Regions from separate parts of the Mus musculus genome. Here regions 1 and 3 are each linked to region 2. Evidence: chromatin contacts called from public HiChIP or PLAC-seq data. All regions are on one chromosome and are shown on one strand. The core of a region is the stretch at or near the end of the contact, and the rest is flanking DNA. Distances in the headings are between cores, read along the strand shown. Region 1 overlaps Gm34636 (a long non-coding RNA gene). Region 2 overlaps Scd3 (stearoyl-coenzyme A desaturase 3). Region 3 overlaps Slf2 (SMC5-SMC6 complex localization factor 2).

The links. HiChIP or PLAC-seq counts read pairs in DNA pulled down with a chosen protein or histone mark.
Region 1: a contact with region 2 is called in a FOXA1 HiChIP or PLAC-seq map of pancreatic cancer cells. The contact joins two enhancer-like sites. A contact is called at or near these places in 1 of 115 datasets of contacts at active chromatin or transcription factors (pancreatic cancer cells) and 1 of 9 other capture datasets (adipose tissue).
Region 3: a contact with region 2 is called in a FOXA1 HiChIP or PLAC-seq map of pancreatic cancer cells. The contact joins two enhancer-like sites. A contact is called at or near these places in 1 of 39 promoter capture datasets (cranial neural crest) and 1 of 115 datasets of contacts at active chromatin or transcription factors (pancreatic cancer cells).

What each region holds. Positions count from the first base shown.
Region 1 is chr19:43,548,807-43,552,871 of GRCm38.p6, forward strand. The region is part of intron 2 of Gm34636 (a long non-coding RNA gene); the gene reads right to left. Among named protein-coding and RNA genes, the nearest start is that of Gm34636, 18 kb to the right of the region's middle. Within about 2 kb of position 2,470, at least 33 of the 459 cell types and tissues checked have an H3K27ac peak or open chromatin away from gene starts, as enhancers often do. A contact at or near this core is called in pancreatic cancer cells, where this site is marked.
Region 2 is chr19:44,223,989-44,227,863 of GRCm38.p6, forward strand. All of the region lies in intron 2 of Scd3 (stearoyl-coenzyme A desaturase 3), which reads left to right. It also overlaps a transcript of Pkd2l1 not described here. Among named protein-coding and RNA genes, the nearest start is that of Scd3, 23 kb to the left of the region's middle. Within about 2 kb of position 1,898, at least 39 of the 459 cell types and tissues checked have an H3K27ac peak or open chromatin away from gene starts, as enhancers often do. A contact at or near this core is called in pancreatic cancer cells, where this site is marked.
Region 3 is chr19:44,933,498-44,937,913 of GRCm38.p6, forward strand. It overlaps Slf2 (SMC5-SMC6 complex localization factor 2), which reads left to right. Exons shown (of 20, transcript NM_001081225.2): 2 at 615-658; 3 at 1,436-2,169. Among named protein-coding and RNA genes, the nearest start is that of Slf2, 4.6 kb to the left of the region's middle. Within about 2 kb of position 1,709, at least 6 of the 459 cell types and tissues checked have an H3K27ac peak or open chromatin away from gene starts, as enhancers often do. A contact at or near this core is called in pancreatic cancer cells, where this site is marked.

The DNA.
Region 1 (4,065 bases), core at 1,220-3,719, 670 kb before region 2:
GTCCTTGCTACAACAAAATGAATTTAGGGTTCTGGCCATGAGTGGTTAGCTTGTTCCTGCTGTGATGGCGGATGTGACTGGAACGTTTTCTGGAGTACAGTGTTGGAGACATGACGGACAGATCGGAGCCCCTCCTTTGGGCTTCTCTGGAAAGGTGGGGGATGAGTTAGATGAGTGGAGAGTTTTTCTGTTGTGATATGCTATCACATTCTGGACAAATGGTTTAGAAATATGACATTGTTCTTGATTTAGTGTGCACAAGTACTCAGGTTAATGCCTGGCACATTTCCTTCGTCTATTGTCCAGGGACTCAGTTTTAGACACAGCCCTCTGAAAATTTCATAAACAACCCAGGACTATGGAGACGGCTCAGTGAGTAAGACAGCTTGGTGCAAGATCATGAGCACTGAGTCTGGATCACCTGTACCCACATAAAAAGCAAGCATAGCCCCAGCTCGGAGGAGGAGGAGGGAGAAACAGATGGAGCTCTAAGGCTTGCTGGTTAGCCTACTCCCCCCAAAACAAACAACAAAGGCCAGCTATAGGTTCCTACCCTGTCTCGAGGGAATAAGGGGGGCTTCCAGCCTCCCTAGCCTGTGCACATGCATGGGCACACACACACACACACACACACACACACACACACACACACACACACACACACACACCTGTTCAGATACACACAGGTGCACACACTCAAGTACCACATACATAAAAACACATGTCCAAGAACATGCACATGCACACATACACACACACACACACTTGGCTTTTTTTCCTTCCAGTTTTTCAAGATAGGGTTTCTCTGTATAACACTGGCTGTCCTGGAACTCTGTAGACCAGGCTGGCCTCGAACTCAGAAATCCGCCTGCTTCTGCCTCTCAAGTGCTGAGATTAAAGGCATTTGCCACTACTGCCTGGCTCACACACACACTTTTAAGCAAAGAAAGAATCTAGTGTTTCGATAACTTTAAAGCCTTTAAGACCCTGATAGAAAAGGAGTAAGCTGCGGCTCCTGCAACCCAGAATAACTGCCCAGCACAGGAGAGTTTGCTAAGCAAAAATGCTTCGTTTGAAAATGTAGTCTGTTATTTGGCCACGGGACGGAATGGACTGTGTTTCCAAGTAGCTAGTTTTTCTGTCCCCGGATTTGAGGGTTCAAGCAGCAAATTGCCAGATGGGTTCTGGGACAGGAAAGAATTTTGTTCCAGAAGTCCCTGGTTCCAAAGGAAGCACACCCGAGATGTCCCCACTGTGAGGAACAGAGCAGCAGAGAGTGGGCTGTGGCCGGAGCATGCAGGTCTGTAAGAGCGTGAGATCCCCCTGCCACGGCACTGGAGGCATTGGAACCCCGACCTTGCACTGTAAATAGTGAAGCTATGTCTTCGAAGCCTCCCGTGGAAAGGCGATTCATGGAGTGTATCAGAAGACAAATGTCTTGACTCCTTCTCTCTTCAACTCGGAGGCTCAGAACTGAAAGTATGAAAGGAGTTACACAATAGGGGGAGGACCAGAATCCTGAAGGATCCTGAATTTCTGCCTTTGAACAGAAGGGCAAAATGCAGAAGATGATATCTTGAATCAAGCACTGAAAAATATGCAAAAGACTAATCAGGGAGGAAACAGTTGTTGTAATTAACCAGTTATATGATGCAAAGATCCCACAATAGATGTCAGCTGCCACTTTGAGGGGAAAAAGAGAGACCTCGGTATCTGGGGAAGAGGTTCTCATCTCTTCCCTAGGTACCTTGGCCATCCAAATTTTTTAAAAAAGAGCTAATTAGATACACTGGCACACGCCTATAAGCCCTCATGGGCGGTGGGAGGCAGGGCAGAAGCAGGAGGATCAAGGTTATCCTTAGCTACACATGGAGTTGAAGGCCGGTCTGTAGAACACAACACTGTCTAACGGTAAGGCTGGGGTTGAACCTCACTGGAGTTTGGAAGCCCCGCCTCTCCTAGCAGCACTGGCCCCGCCCTTTCTTCCTTTATTTCCCTCGGATGCCCTTTCTTCACTGTGCTTGCTCTTACTGGAGTGGGCGGTCTTGAGAACCTTCAAGGCCCCTTCCACCTTTCTGAGTCAGCACTTCTTATGTAATGCTTCTCCTTGCTTCCCCTGCTGTCTCCCTTACTTACTAAAGTTCAGGCAAGGGTGACGACTATGTGATGGGTTAATGGCTGAGCCATCTCTTTGCTGGTGGATAAAGCCTGGAAAACTTGGCTCCAGGCCCACAAAGGAGTCATTTTGGCATCAGATATTAGTCATCACTAATCAAGTGGAAGTTCTATCCCCAAATACCGAAGCATTATCTTACTAGCAACAATGAATGATGATAGATGAAGCAATTTAACGAGTCCTTTAATGCTTTAAGTTAAACCAGTAGCCGCTGGCTTGAGCTCACTAACCAATCGGGGCAGCTCTAGATCCTATGTGTGGAAGAATAATGGCCACTCCTGCCTGACGTTCTTGTAGCAGCACCATCTAGGTGCGGCCGGCCACATGCTTGTGAGTCATCCACTCCAGTGAGGCGAGCCCCGTCATTGTCATCCTCAGTTGACATCGGAGGCACCAGAAGTCACTTTACCAACATCACTCCGCTTGTGACACCCCGGGATTCAAATATGTAGGGAGGGAGTTTACCAACTGGGTCCATGGGTCCCCCTCTGTATCAAGCAGAATCCAGTTAATGACTCAAGCTTGAGTCTACGAGGCACAAGGTCCCAGGTCCATCTCTCCTCTCCTCTAACATTAATTTTGAGGCTTTGTTGCTAGAGCTGCTCCTCCGTGCCCTTTCTCACTGTGTCATCTGAGAGTCAGCCTGCTTTAACCTGTCTGTTTTCCTGTCTTGACCTGCAGATGCCCACGCTGAGAGACTCTTGCCCTGGAATCCGCCCCTTCTTCCCCCATCTCTCACTCATCTGTCCACAGTCCAGACTGCAGCAGGCTCTCCCAGCCAAGGCGCTGTTAACCCCCTACACCTCACAGCACAAGCTCCCAATCCCTGTGATGTCTACCTGTGCTTCTTGTTCCCTCTTAATCCAGGCGAGGCACATAAGCCTCCCAGACAAGAATCTCTCCCAACAATCATGAGCAGGGCATCTTCTTCCAAACGCCTTTCTACCCACAGCGACTCTCCAATGAACCTTCCCTTGGTCTCTCTACTAGGACTTTAAAAAGTTCTTAACTTTGAGAGACTGTGCAGCATTTCTGGGTAACAAGGATTTGAAGATAAAAGTGGATAAAAATGTTTTCAATATGATATTATAATCATTAAAAGTCATATTACACTGTCATTTTCACCTTAGCATTACTTTTTTTTTTACTCCAGTTTAAAGTTTACCTGAAAGGAATGAACTGCTATTTAAAATTATAATTCTGACTTTTTTAAGAACAATTTTCCCATCTTCTCATTGCCTTCCCGCCTTCCCTACTCCCTCTCGGCATACAAAGTGATAGAATCTGCATGAATAGGGGCAGATACTCTATGGCTATGGGTAAATATTAGCCAATGACTAAGTGAATTAATCTAATAGCCTCTGGTATTATCCTTTGGCTGTCTTGCAATGCAAATCATTTCCTTTCCTTTTACTATCACCAGCAGTCATGCATTCAACTCAAACAGTGGTTTGCTTATGGCTCTGTGGGCTTCATAAATGCACAGTCTGCTAAGTGCAAGATGACAAAAGGACACTTGCTCAAGTGATTCAGAGGACACTGACTGACGGGGGCTCAAAGCCCTCCTTGTGGGTAAAATGGACACATTGCCACAATGCTCTGGGAGCATTAAGGGCAGAACAAGAACCTCAGGGCAGTGACTCTCAACCTTCCTAATGCTGTACCCCTTTAATAGAGCTCCTCGTGTCATGACGCCCCCCAACCATAAACATATTTTGTTGCTACTTCATAACTGTAATTCTGCTACTGTTGTGGATTATAATATAAATAATTATAATAAAATATCTGGTAGTCAGGCTATCTGATATGCAACCTCCAAAGGGGTCACAACCAACAGGCTGAGAACCACCTCCTTGGGGTTTCATGGACCACTGTGCCCTCTGACCTCA
Region 2 (3,875 bases), core at 648-3,147:
GGAAATTGGATTACCTCTTCACAATGGTGGTAAGCAAGATTATGTCTGGAGTGTAGGAGATCCCTTAGGGCGTCTCTTAGTACTACCATGTCCTGTGATTAAAGTCAATGGGAAACTACAACAGCCTAATCCAAGCAGGATGACAAAGGACGCAGACCCATCAGGAATGAAGGTATGGGTCAATCCTCCAGGAAAAGAGCCAAGACCTGCTGAGGTGCTGGCTGAAGGAGAAGGAAATACAGAATGGGTAGTAGAGGAAGGTAGTTATAAATACCAATTAAGGCCACGTAACCAGTTGCAGAAACGAGGATTATAAAGTAATATGAATGCCCATTGTAAATTTACAAATGCGTTTGCGATTGTACGAGGAATAGTTATATCATGTTAGGCGTATTTACAACCTTGTTATTGTTTCATGTGAACATGAGATATTATTTGTGTCAAGTTGACAAGGGGTGGATTGTAGTGGCTATTCCTGGTTGTCAACTTGACAATATTTGGAATGAATTACAATCCGGAATTGGAAGGCTCACCAGTGACCCTTATCTGGAGGCTTGGAGATCCTTATCTGGATCTTGGTTTGAAGATCTTGAGCCACAGTGGCTATGAATTCCAGAAGATTGAATCTCCGAGTTTAAGGAACACACCTTTAATCTGGGCTACGCCTTTCATCTGGGATTAAAGGTGTGGTGGAACACACCTTTAATCTGGGCTCCACCTTCTGCTGGAGACAATATAAGGACATTGGAAGAAGGGAGTCTAGCTCGAGCCCTTGCTCCTTCGCCTGCTTGCTGCGTGAGACTGAGTAACTGCTAGATCCTTGGACTTCCATTCACAGCTGCGACTGAACAATTGTTGGGAATTGGGCTGCCGACTGTAAGTCATCAATAAATTCCTTTACTATCTAGAGACTATCCATAAGTTCTGTGACTCTAGAGAACCCTGACTAATACAACCTTCGTGACCAAAGCAATTGGCAGAATAAGATCATGACTCCATGTCACGAGGACTGTCACTCCAGCACCCCTGTTAAGATAGCATTGTCTGTACTCTGGAGCCAATGCGCCTTGGTGATCTGCAGTGTGGAGCAGATTCGGACACTTTTCTTGGTACTCTGGCTCTGCTTTAAGCCTTCCTTCCCTTTCCTCCTGTGACGTCAGGGTTTGCCCTCCACTGGCTTCTCTGTCCAGGTACAGTTAGATCCTCTTCATGGGAAGACCCCAGTCACCACTGAGTCAGAGGCTGCAAACCATCTGAGGCCTCATCCCAGTTCAGAAGGATACGGTCAGCCCTTCCCTAGGGCAGACACCATCTCTATGGTTGTCCTGAGGTCCTATAGAAGGACCAGATGACACACAGGAGGCAGAAGAGAGGAGGAAAGAGACCACTTAGAAAACCGTTAACTCTTGATACAGAGGGACACATAGCAGTTTGTGCAATGTTTGGTATCTCCAATCTCAGCTAAGTTCTGTAGCCGCAGAGGTTCTATGGTTTCCAGATGGCCTTTAGGTACTAACAAGGCCTCAGTCCCACCTCCTAGTTCTACCAATCTGAGCAACAGATGGGTACACCCAGTGTCCACTCCGCATTAGAGAGACTGATCTTGTAGGCTTTGAGTTGGAGTGCTGCATTCCTATGAAATGTATGATACAGCTGAGACTGGATCAGTGCTCGGACCCTGCATGAACACTTAGCTTTTAACTTCATCAACATACTTACCAGGATAGTAAATAGCTAGAGACTGTTGGTGTTCAGACATCGCCACACAAACGGCGTGAACACTGATCTCAGTTAACTACTCAGAATAGTTATTGACTGCACTTTAATACTGGTCAGATCAGGAACAGAGCCCAGAATTATCAGAACTATGACAACAGATATCTTTTCCTGTCAGCTCACAAAGGATAAAACCACAAAAGCCACAGTGAGTTCACACACAGGAAGTACTGCCGGGTGGTCAGCTCTGACTCAAGTGATTTCAGACATAACAGTTCAAATTGTCCTTTGATTTGATGGGTCCTACACAAAGCTTTGTGGAATTTCTTAAGATTAGCAAAACTCATACCGCACATTCAGAACATACAGAACAAAACAGTATGTGGTCAGTATGTCCTTGAGCCAAGTCACTTCTGTGTATCTGGCAGGCATGTTACAGCAACAATATGAAATAGCTGACAGGCATGGTACAAAATGGCTACAGCTATGCTTGGAGGGGGAGGTGTCAAACCATAGCATTCCACCCTTTTTTGAGCTGTCCCAATGAGTCAAATCATTGACTCAAAATTTTTCTTTTCTGATGCTGGGCGTGGTGGCGCATGCCTTTAATCCCAGCACTTGGGAGGCAGAGGCAGGCAAATTTCTGAGTTTGAGGTCAGCCTGGTCTACAGAGTGAGTTCTAGGACAGTCAGGGCTACACAGAGAAACCCTGTCTCAGAAAAAAAAATTCTTTTCTGAGGCCAGGAGGACAAACTTTTATATCAGTCTTTGTTGGCTTAAATGTTTGACATTTTGATCTCCCTTCATAAGTGTTGCTTCTCTCATGCTGGTAGGTCTTGCTATGCTCATGCTTTTTAGGAAAGGCATTATTAGTGTTGGCACTGCCCTGGCCATCTGGGAATGGTGTAGAAGTCCCAGGTGTCCCTAACCTCCTTCTCCAGGATAATACTGTACCAGAGGCTACAGATGTACAAGTATGCAAAATTCAGAAGTTTCAGTGATGCTAAAGGGACTGATACAGGGGGTCAGTGCCAAGGCACAAGCAAACCAAGTGCCTTTTGGCGGTACTAAAGAGTAAGGGGAAACTCCTGCATTAGCATCTGTACATTATTACGGTGTTGCAGGTACTGAGACCGATATCTTATATAAGCAGAGAGACCTTGTCCTTTCTAGGACAGGGAGAGGGCATTAACATTCTCTTGGAACCACTGATGTCTAAGACCCTGTTCCTAGTGACCTGGACTCTCTGGATGGTGAATATCATCCCAGGGTCATTACCAGATGCATAAAGGAGGAGCCCCCAAATCTACCCTGTATCTCATAAATCATTTGTATCATTTTTATCTTAATTTGAGTGGGGTTGGTCTTCCCAAGTTTTCTAGACTGACTCAACCTTCTGTGGCTGAATATACTTATCTTTATCAGTTACCCAGGAAGCTAATGCTTTATCGCCCCACATATCACAAAAGCACACACCATGTCCCCTGCAAGTCAGGGTCTTCAACTGAGGGGCAGGCATATACCTGAAGGGTGGCCAAAGTATTTTCCATATTCTGGATCCTATATCCAAAGACCTAGAGAATGAGGGAACATATATGTTTGTGGCCTTTGGGCACCTGTTCCATTTTGGCCCAAACAATTTACATACGTCAAACGTGAGGGCGGGGGGAACCATAAGCAATGTTATTTAGGCTTCCGTCCGTAGTTCTAATCGATGTTCATGTGTGTTGTACTGGAGCATGTCCCTCAGCAGCCCAAGGCAACATGAAATAGAAAGCAAACCTCTGGAATCTTTTATCTGTCTGATTTTTAACGGGTTCTGTGGGTGTTGTCTAACAACCCATTGCTGGGATCCAGATGTTTTGGGGAAGGGGGTGGTGAACTTCAGAAGAGAGCGATTAATCCAGGATTGGATCCCATCTATTTTCGTGGCCATGGGGTGGTCAGGATGACAAAGTGGAGTCCTTTTCTGAGTGGGCCTGGGGGAGTTCCTGTTTGACTCAGCATTTCAGCCAGTAAGGTGGGATAATGGACAGATGTCATATCTTCCTTCTGTAACTGCTTACTGTTGACATTAGGACCTTGTCCAAGGGGCCCAGGAAGGCTAGGCAATGGGGCGTTTCTTAGAAGCATTTACTTAGCTTTATCCAGATGAAAGA
Region 3 (4,416 bases), core at 459-2,958, 710 kb after region 2:
TCTCATTGTGTAGCCCTTACCAGGCCTAGAATTCACTCCATAGACCAGACTGGTCTCACATTTACATAGATACATCTGCCTTGTCTCCTGAGTACTGGAATTAAAAGGTGTGTGCTACTGCTCCTGGCTAATCTTAAGGAATCTTAGATCTTTAAGAAGAAAGTTTGAAACACAAGTTGTGGCTCATCCTAGCTTTTGCTGTTAGTTTAGGATCTTATAAAACATAAGAGATCAGTGTAAGAGTCACGGCTGATCCTCTCTACCTTTGCCTTGCATGTTCCTTTTCAGATCAACCCAATTGTTCTCTTTCCCATCTGCTGTTCTGCTCATGTTGCAAGTCTCTGTTAGACAGGTCTGTGATCTCTAGTATTTATCAGGTTTCTGTTTAAGTCTCAATTGTGTTTATAAACTTAGCAAAAAAATGGCTATATATTTTTTTAAATTTTCCCTTGTGGCTTAGCAAACTATGATTGACATTTTCAGTACTTGATTAGTTAAATAAGAAAGTGGAATTCAGCCCGTATTATATATCTAACACTCACGACTTGATCTAAAGTATTGAGGTTTGAATATTTGGTGTTGTGATGTCATATTAGCTGTGCTTTTATTTTCAGGAAACAGTCAATCATAGATTTCTTCAAGCCAGCTGCAAAACAAGGTATGCATGGTAATGTATTTTTGATGGGTTGTCTTAGAGAGCCTCCAGACTTTTGATTATACTGTTCAGGATTAAGAAATGTTTGTTATAATGAAAATGTGCTCAACAGTAAACCATCTCTTCTATAGTCTTTTTTTTTTTAAGATTTACTTTATGTATATGAGTACACACTATAGCTGTACATATGGTTGTGAGCCTTCATCTGATTGTTGGGAATTGAATTTAGGACCTCTGTTCACTCCCACTCCAGTCAACCCCACCTGCTCAGTCCCTGCTCGCTTTGGCTCAAAGATTTATTTATTATTCTACATAAGTACACCGTAGCTGTCTTCAGATGCACCAGAAGAGGGCATCAGATCTCATTACGGATGGTTGTGAGCCACCATGTGGTTGCTGGGATTTGAACTCAGGACCTTCAGAAGAGCAGTCAGTGTTCTTACCTGCTGAGCCATCTCAACAGCCCTCTACATTCTTAACATTAAAAAAATTCCAGCTTATAGTGCTTATATTATTTGTGTTCTCTAGTAAAAAGCTCACAAAAAAAGCTATAGTGAGCTTAGTTGATGTAGCAGAAGGGATTCATGAAACTTCATAAAAGATAACCCTATTTCTTAGTTTCTCTCATTCCCCCAAAATATATTTTATCACCACATATTAATTGGATTGAATTTTTTAGTAGCTTCAGTACAGTTAATAGCTAATATAAACATTAATAGACACATCAGTTTATTTTTAATAATGTGTGATTTATATGTGTTTTAATTGTGGCTGTTTTAGACAAACATATGTTGGATTCGCCTCAAAAATCAAACATCAAATACAGAGGAAATGGATTATCCATCACTGGGACAGAGCAATTTGAAAGGAAATTATCTTCACCAAAAAAACTTAAACCTAAGAGGATGTCATCAGAAGAAAGTCCTATTTTAGAGGCTTTCATGAAAGGTGGGAAGGAGCACCACAAAGATCGTGGTGTCCATGAGTCACGGCGGCCTTGTATGTCTCTAAGCAAATATTTACCCAAAGGAGCTGGCATCTATGCTCCTTCCTCTTATCGATTGCCCAAAGAGATCAAGGCACAGAAGAAAAAACACCAGTCTCCTGAGAGAAGGAAGTCACTGTTCATTCATGAAAGTAACAGGGAGAAGAATGACAGAGATCGAGGCAAGAACAGTGAAGACTCCAGAAAACAGGCCACAGCCACAGAAGGTGACATCTTCAAGCATAGCTCCAGAAGTATTAGTAGCAGAAGCAGCCTGTCCAGGCACCATCCAGGAGAAAGCACACTGGGGGCTAGGTTCCAGCTGTCATTAGCTTCTTACTGCCGAGAGCGAGAACAGAAGAAGTTGAGAAAGGAACAAATGGAGCAGAGAATCAACTCGGAAAATTCTTTCTCAGAAGCAAGCAACCTTTCCTTAAAGTCGTCTGGTGTAGGGAAAAACTGTAAGCCGAGGCATGAGCATAGCAAGCACACTGAGGCTGTACCTGGGAAGAGTAATCTCTCAACTCTGGTATGTACAGTAACTACTGCTGTACCATGCTCAGACCTAAGTCTACAGATACTTATTAACCCATAACATAGTTAAGGAAATAGAGGTGCACAACTTGGGCTGATGCTGGTTTCATTAGGTTATCTCTACTCTTCATTGAATTCTATATGTTTATTTTATTTATTTTGGTTTTTTTCAAGATAGGGTTTCTCTGTGTAGCCCTTGTTTTCCTGGATCTCCCTTCATGGACCAGACTGGCTTTAAATTCTCAGAGCTCCACTTGCCTCTGCTCCTGAGTGCTGAGATTAAAGCCTTGCACCACCACGGCCAGCTAAATTCATTCTTAACCCTAATTTTTACAGACCAGGATCAACGTTTGTTTGTTTTTTTTTTTTAACTTTTTTTTTTTTAATTGATTCTATGTATGTGAGTACACTGTAGCTGATGTGGTTGTTGGGGATTGAATTTTAGGACCTTCTGCTCGCTCTGGTCAACTCAGCTTGCTCAGTCCCTGCTTGTTCCAGCCCAAAGCTTCATTTATTATTATACATAAGTTCACTGTAGCTGACTTCAGACACACCAGAAGAGGGCGTCAGATCTCATTACAGGTGGTTGTGAGCCACCATGTCGTTGCTGGGATTTGAACTCAGGACCTTCAGAAGAGCAGCTAGTGCTCTTACCCATTGAGCCAGCTCCTTAACATTTTTTTTTAATGGTTCCTCTTCTCCCCCTCCCCCCCCCCCCCCAGGACAGGGTTTCTCTATATAGCCCTGGCTGTCCTGGAACTCACTTTGTAGACCAGGCTGGCCTCGAACTCAGAAATCGGCCTGCCTCTGCCTCCCGAGTGCTGGGATTAAAGGCAGGCGCCACCATGCCCAGCTCCCTCTTCATTTTTTATATGCATTGGTGTTTTGCCTGCATGTATGTCTGTTGGCGGGTGTCAGATACCCTGGAACTGGAATTACAGATTGTAAATGCCATGTGGGTGCTGGAAATTGAACCCAGGTCCTCTGAGCTATCTCTCCAGTCCCACAAAGATGTTTTCTGATGAAACATTAGAATGAAACATTCTTTCAGGCAGATATTGTAATTTTTTTTAAAGATTTGCCAAAGGGAGGTGCTTAAGGAATGGCAAATACAGAAGAGTAGGAAACAACTTAGACTAGTGCTTCTCAAAATGTCCTCAGAGCAGTAGCAGCAATGGCCCTTGGAAATTTGTCTAAATGCACTCTCTATCCCAGTAAGAAACAGTGGAGTCAGAGCACAGCAGTCTTCAGTTAAAAGCCTCCAGATATCTGCCCTCTGAAAGTTGAAGAGCCACTGTTTCAGATTATATGTAAATCTTCGATTTATTTGCTTTATTTGAACGTATATGTGGAGGCCAAAAGAAACTGCCAGATCCCCTGGATTAGGGTTACAGGTGGTTGTGAGCTGTGCCGTGTGTGTGCTAAGAATCAGTCTCAAGTTCTACAAGAGCACAGTAACTCTTAACCGATGAACTCTCCAGCCTCATATATAAATCTTAGATCATTGATTAGGTATGGGTCTTAGAAACATGCCTGATGACTTAGAAAACTATACATATATTTTAGTCCTACCTATCACATTTTTCTTTTCAGAATTCAGAATCAGACTAGCATTAAAGCTTTTCTTCTTCCCTAGAACGTCAAGTTATTAATTTTAAATTGTATCTACATAAAGAACAAATAACGTCAGATATAAACAAAGTACATACTTATAATACTTAAGAGGCTAAGGTAAAGGATTATGAGTTAGAGACTATCCTGGCCTACATAGCCTACTCCTGTCTCAAAAACAAAAAGCTCAAAGCTGGGAATGCACCTAACTGGTTGAGCACTTGCCAAGCATGGAGAAGCCTGGGTCGAGTGCCCAGCACTGCAGAGAAGCGCTACGTTTTCTAAGTTACTATGAAAATTTCAAATCACAGAAACAAAAAATAAACTATAATGTTCTAGGTGTAAGTAAAAAGAAATCTCAAAAAAAAAAAGTAAATCTCAACATTGTATATTAATAGAAGGTATTTGTGAATCTAGAGGCGTGTTTGTAATAAAGTTGTACCTTCTGAGGTTGCTGATGATAATAGATGTAATATTTGGTTCATATAGCAAGTCTTCCATTGTATTAAATTTTTTTAAGATTTATTTATTTATTTTATGTGAGTACACTGTGGCTGTCTTCAGACACAGATGCCAGAAGAGGGCATCAGATCCCATTACAGATGTTTGTGAGCTACCCTGTGGTTGCTGG